Regions from separate parts of the Zea mays genome. Here region 2 is linked to region 1. A link is a contact called in public Hi-C data. All regions are on one chromosome and are shown on one strand. Each heading gives the region's core, a stretch centred on a gene start, on an enhancer-like site or on the middle of the called end of the contact. The rest is flanking DNA. Distances are from core to core; before and after follow the strand shown. Region 1 holds the start of LOC100286323. Region 2 holds the start of LOC100274566 (Indole-3-glycerol phosphate synthase chloroplastic).

Region 1 (2,777 bases), core at 111-2,610:
TTTCTGTTAAAACATCTGGCGACTGCCAATTAATGAATGGCAGTTGATTTCATCACAAGCTATACAATAGTGGATATGTGTGGTAAACAGAACCCCCATTATACACAAAAATAAACTTTTATGTGTACCTGTTGGTCCCGTGGCACATTCAGCTTGTCAAATATTATCACTCAAAGTTTTTGGTTGAAGTCTCACTAACAACAGAAGCTTGGGGTAATTCCTTGCTCATCAAGTACTTGCGCTTTTGAAGGCTCAGCCAGACCAATATACTGTCAGTCTGGACAATACTGTATCCAGCTTTCGTGTACATGTTGAATGGGACTTGGTCAATTATTCTACAGTGAAGGTATACACGTCTTTTGGCATTCATCTTGAAAACCAGATCCTCGCATGCCTTAAGAAGTTGCTTTCCAATTCCTCTCCTGATAGTTCAAAAACATTACAATCGACATATTTTAAACATAATGTAATGAATAAACTACTTGATATGCATTGAACCAACAGTGACTGAGAACAGATCAACAGAATCGTCTTAATGGCGACTGATCCTTCATATAAACACAAGTTGCTTTTATTTCGGATGTGACGAGAATGTTTCTCCCTACAAGGATGCAACATTTGCAATCTACTCATGCATCAAACTTATTTTCCCACAAGAAATATTCAAAGTGGTTGCTCAACCCAGAATACCTTCTCAGTGGCGTCTTCACAGTCATGTTGCAGATGTAGGGGAAGTTGAGCGGCGGAGTGGGCGTGGGCGGGGCCCCTGGTGCGCCCACCGCGTCAAACGACACCTCCGCGGTGCACGCCATCTCCCCTTCATCCCCACCCTCCCCTTCGTCGTCCTCCGGGGCGGCGTTGGCGTTGTCGGCGCCGGCGTCGGCGTCGGCGGGGCGGTAGAACCCCACGAGCACCGCGGCGTGCGGAGCGAGCCCGCGGCGGTCGTGGAGGTACCTGCGGATGACGAACGTGAGGAGCTGCGCGTACCGCTGGGCCGGGGCCCAGCGCACGGTCTCGGAGAAGGAGGAGGCGAGGAGGCGGACGAGCGCCTCGGCCACGGCGTCGTCGTCGGGGCCGCGCGAGAGGGCGCGCACAGTGAGGAGGCCGTGCGGGAAGGCGTGCTCGTAGCGGAAGGCCGCGAGCTCGTCGAGCTGCGAGAGCGCGCGCGGCGATAGGAAGACACCGGGGCCGGGGCCGGGGCCGAGGCCGTTTCCGTCCGAGGCGGGTGTGGCGGTTGGAGGGGCGAGGCGGATGTGGCGCGGCGGGGGGCAAGGGGAGCAGAAGAGGAGGTGGGGATGCCTGGAGACGGCGGGAGTCAGCGAGACGAGAGCGGGCGACGCCGCCATGGGAGGAGCGAACTGGGAAAACAGAACGGCGATTTTTTAGTCTCTTTTTCTTGTAACAGGCTTACGTGGATAAACGTCAACTGTAAGCCTGTAATGTGTGGCTGACCTGTGTGTGTACGGTTAGTGTAAGATGAGGCGCTCCTTAGTCCATGTACGGTGCAGGCATGGTTCCTCTAGTACAGGAATAAAGTTTAATTAAGAGGTTATTGTGTTTGGTTGTAGAGACTAAAATTATTAAATGATTCATAAAAAGATTAAAATATCTTTTAACATTCTTCTACCATAAATATAACTGAAATAAACGAGAACAAAAAATAAAATTAATATAATTTAGTCACTCTTTGAAAGACTAGAGACTAAAGCAGTTTAATCTATATTTTAGTCCCACCAATTTACTATTTAGAAACTATAAATAAAATTAAAATGATGAAACTAACCTTTAGTCCCTCAAATCAAATTGTGCCTAACTCTAATCCGCTAGAGTTGGCGATGATGCTGACAATACGACGACACCGATCTCATAATGGACACCAACATGAAGGTTCAAAGGTGCAAACAGATACTTATTTGAATATTAGTTTTTGATATTTTTTTGTGAATTAATAGAATATAGAATTTGCTATATAAATTTATATTCTTTTTTAAGATTGAACTTGTAAATATTTATGAAAAATAAACATCAAATTTATCATATATTTTCTCCAATATATATATAAATTTTGGATACAGACATAAATATTTTTTTGTCTTTTTATTATATAGAGCAAATAATGTATTAAACAATTTATACAAAATTTTATTCTTAATTATAGTAATGTGCTTCATAACATAAGAAGAGATTCGATTAAATTTTATACATATTTATTTAAAATATTAAATTTGTTTTAATAATTCGGATATCCGTTTACATCCTTGGTCGCAAGTCTGCAACTGCAAAGACAAAGAAAACGAGTCTACATCCATCTGCATCAACTTTTTGCGGGTAGCAAGGATATATCATATCAGAAATTATCTGTTTTATATTTGTTTTTATATTTTATTTTTTATACAAATTAAATATTATCGAATTAGATAAATTTTTGAATGGATACCGATATCCTAAATATCAACTTGGAATATACAGGCATGGGTATAAATCGGATACTGATCAATGCTCGAACTCTGATACGGATCTAATTCAAAATAAAAGTCCCATCCAAAGCTCCCTGCCTCCCTCCTCCAGGACTCGGGCTCCGCATTCGATTTAGTGTAGCTCTTTTTTTTATGTCTGTACGCATATCTCTACTACTTATTAAGTAAGCAATAGTAGTCTGCCTCTGACGTGTTCTGCCTCTGACATGTTCTGCCGTTCTGCTATCTACGTGCGCCCCCTCGACAGGGCCAGCAAAAAATTTCACGTACTCACGAGTTGAATATGAACAGTTCAGCCAC
Region 2 (2,831 bases), core at 68-2,567, 340 kb after region 1:
ACTTCAAGACTTGGCTATTCCAATTTCCAATCTTTGCATCTCTCTGAAGGTTCGTAGCACATGTCTGTGATGCAAAGGAACGGCATCCTGCCATACTCATGGTTCTGTTGTATTATTAATTAATAATTACTATTTGGCTTATTATGTTACTGTCAACGATCAGTTCAGTCAACAATAGTATATCAGGTTCACATTAGTGCAGTCCCACGAATGAGCTCCCAAGACAAGACACAAGGATCATTTCGCACACACATATATATATAATATATGAACTAAAGGGGTGTTTGGTTTCTAGAGACTAATATTTAGTCCCTTCATTTTATTCTATTTTAGTCTATAAATTGCTAAATATAGAAACTAAAATAAAGTTTTATTTTCTATATTTAGTAATTTTGGAACTAAAATGGAATAAAATGTAGGGACTAAAAATTAGTCCCTACAAACCAAACACCCCCTAAGATAACAAAAATGAAATGATTGGATTTACGTCCTAAACTCACCCACCGGATCAAAATTCTCCCTGATAACACCCCGGCTTGGTGAAGCCTTCTTGACCTCCGCAATCAGAGCAGGCAAGCCAGTTCGATCGTAGGACGCCTTGAGCGCCCCAACGAAGTCCCTAGCGGGGGGAGCAGCCTCAAGCGGACCCTTCAGCATGTACAGGGGCCTCCTCTCCTTCATCTGCCAGGTGCCAGCACCAAAAAACAAAATCACACAGCGTCACGGTGGAACGCGCGGGCTTTATCATCACCCCATTCTCGTCTACCAGACGTGCCTGCGAAACCTCGACGTCCTTGTTCCAGATGATTTTCTCGAGGATGTTCCGCGGCGTGTTCCCCTCGTTCTCGAGGCGGAACTGGAACGGGCCCACGTAGTGCACCGCGGGCCCCGTCACGGGCCGCCGCCGGATCCTTATCCCGTCGACGCCGGCGACCACGGGGGAGTACGCGGCAGCGGCGGCCACGGGGCTCCCGTTGCCCTCTTGCTCCGTGGTGCCCCCCGCGTTGGCCTCCGCGGCGTGCGAGCTCGTCGCGACCTCATCCACCGAGTCCTGCACGACACCACGACACCCACCCGAAACCTCACAACTCGGAATTCGAGGCGAACCCATATCGAGACCGGGAATCTGACCGTCTCCGCGCTGGTGCAGCGGATAGGCGCGCGGCTCGGGCGGCCAACGGCGGCGTCCATGGAGGGCGCCGTGAGGGGGCGGCATGCAACTGTGGCTGTGGTGGTGACGGCGAGGGTTCCGGGGCGGCGGAGTTGGGAGTACCTTGCGCCCGGACGGCGAGGCGCGGATCCAATGGCTAGTGCTTCCATCTGAAGCGCCCGCAGAGCAGAGGTGGGCTGGCTAATTGGATTGGGGTGGACGTTAGCCGTTGGGAGTTGTACGCGTGCGAGTCTTCCCGCTGCTTTACCGAGACGGCGTCTCTGAACCACCTGTCTAGCGCTAGCAGTAGCGGCGCCTGCATCAGTGCGGGAGAGAGAGGGCGCGTGACAACCGCGATAATCAAAATATACTACTATACTATACCATACTATACCAGCAGTCCATCGCAAGCTTCTGAATATGAAAACCGCAGCATATCAAAGCGCCGAAAATTCACAAGGAACATATACCCATTTCGTGGAAACCGAGAGAACTGCAAGGCGCCGAACAAGAAAAGGGGTTCTTGCCACGTTCCAACTTCCAAGCCAAAAGTTGGTGCTGTGTGCACTAACATTTCACAAGATAATCTAGAGTTCTGTAGCGTGGGCGCGCATACAGACTGCTACCAGTGTTCTGGATGGAGCAGAAGGTCAGCAGCAGCACTGCAACAACATTGCATCTAGGGAATAATACTGACAGTACGCAGGCTACAACTAAAGCGTGTCTCGCTGCATCCCAGCAAGATGCCCCTCCAAGCAAAATGCCAACGAGAGCACACAGAAATACTACATAGAATCAGTTCGGTTCATTTGCAAGGCCGTTCCTGCATATTCGAGCAGCATCCCTCCTCAATCCCTCATCTCTGTGGCAAAGATTCGGTACTTTCTGCTGTCCCAGGGATTGTTTTTGTCCATATAGAATGATGTCAAGCAGCACCATATCCAAGGTGGATTCCTAGTCAAGGGGGCACCTTCCTCGCTGTCCTCTGGTTCTGGGATACCAAGTAGCTTGTTCATCTTCTTTGTTATCGCTTCTTCTGTCAGAAAACCACCGAAGAATTGGACCTGCCAAGGATTCAGATGAAGACATGATCACCAAATTCAGCTAGGCTTTTAAGCATATCCATAACCCTTTTACCATCAACACTGATTTTTATCACTAGTGATGGGGGTGGACACCTGGGATGGGCTATAGACTGGTAGACAAGGAAATCAAGCATAAGGGTTATTTAGTAACATATTACCAGATAATTCTTATGGACGTACGCATGAATTCTCGCTGTAGGATCCTCAAGAGTCAACCGCAGATGAATGTTACCAGTTGACAGCAAACGGAGACCACTAGCTTGACATGGATACGCTCCCACAACACGGGCCAAGGTTTTGAGTTTGTGTGTCACCTAGCACAAAAAAGGGGGATGTTGAAGCTGGTTAGCTTTAGAGTCAAAGCTGGTCACCTACCACATCCACGGTTCTGTATTGACTGGGGAAGCGAATTATATAGTTTTCTCATGAAAATCGAGAGATAAATCATTAGGATACAACTTAAAGTAAACATGCTCGCACCTTCTCAGGGGTGTTGGATAATATTAGACCAATTCGAAAGCAGAAATAAAACTAACAAATACCTGAATAAAAATGATAAAGAAGTAATACCTCTTTATGAGTTAAAGACTGCATTA

Evidence for each region. Hi-C and Micro-C count contacts between places; a contact is called where the count stands out from the background.
Region 2: a Hi-C map of tassel shows a contact between it and region 1, with 2.6 times the contacts expected there. The contact joins the promoter of LOC100274566 here to the promoter of LOC100286323 in region 1. A contact is called at or near these places in 3 of 25 Hi-C or Micro-C datasets (leaf and tassel).

The regions. Positions count from the first base shown.
Region 1 is chr10:126,274,761-126,277,537 of Zm-B73-REFERENCE-NAM-5.0, forward strand. It overlaps LOC100286323, which reads right to left and starts at 1,361. Exons shown (of 3, transcript NM_001159210.1): 1 at 691-1,361; 2 at 129-422. The coding sequence starts at 1,346. The coding sequence ends at 167.
Region 2 is chr10:126,618,389-126,621,219 of Zm-B73-REFERENCE-NAM-5.0, forward strand. It overlaps LOC100274566 (Indole-3-glycerol phosphate synthase chloroplastic), which reads right to left and starts at 1,318. Exons shown (of 9, transcript NM_001148921.1): 1 at 776-1,318; 2 at 505-681. The coding sequence starts at 1,216. LOC100273977 reads right to left here. Exons shown (of 10, transcript NM_001148363.1): 8 at 2,806-2,831; 9 at 2,394-2,549; 10 at 1,676-2,214. The coding sequence ends at 1,999.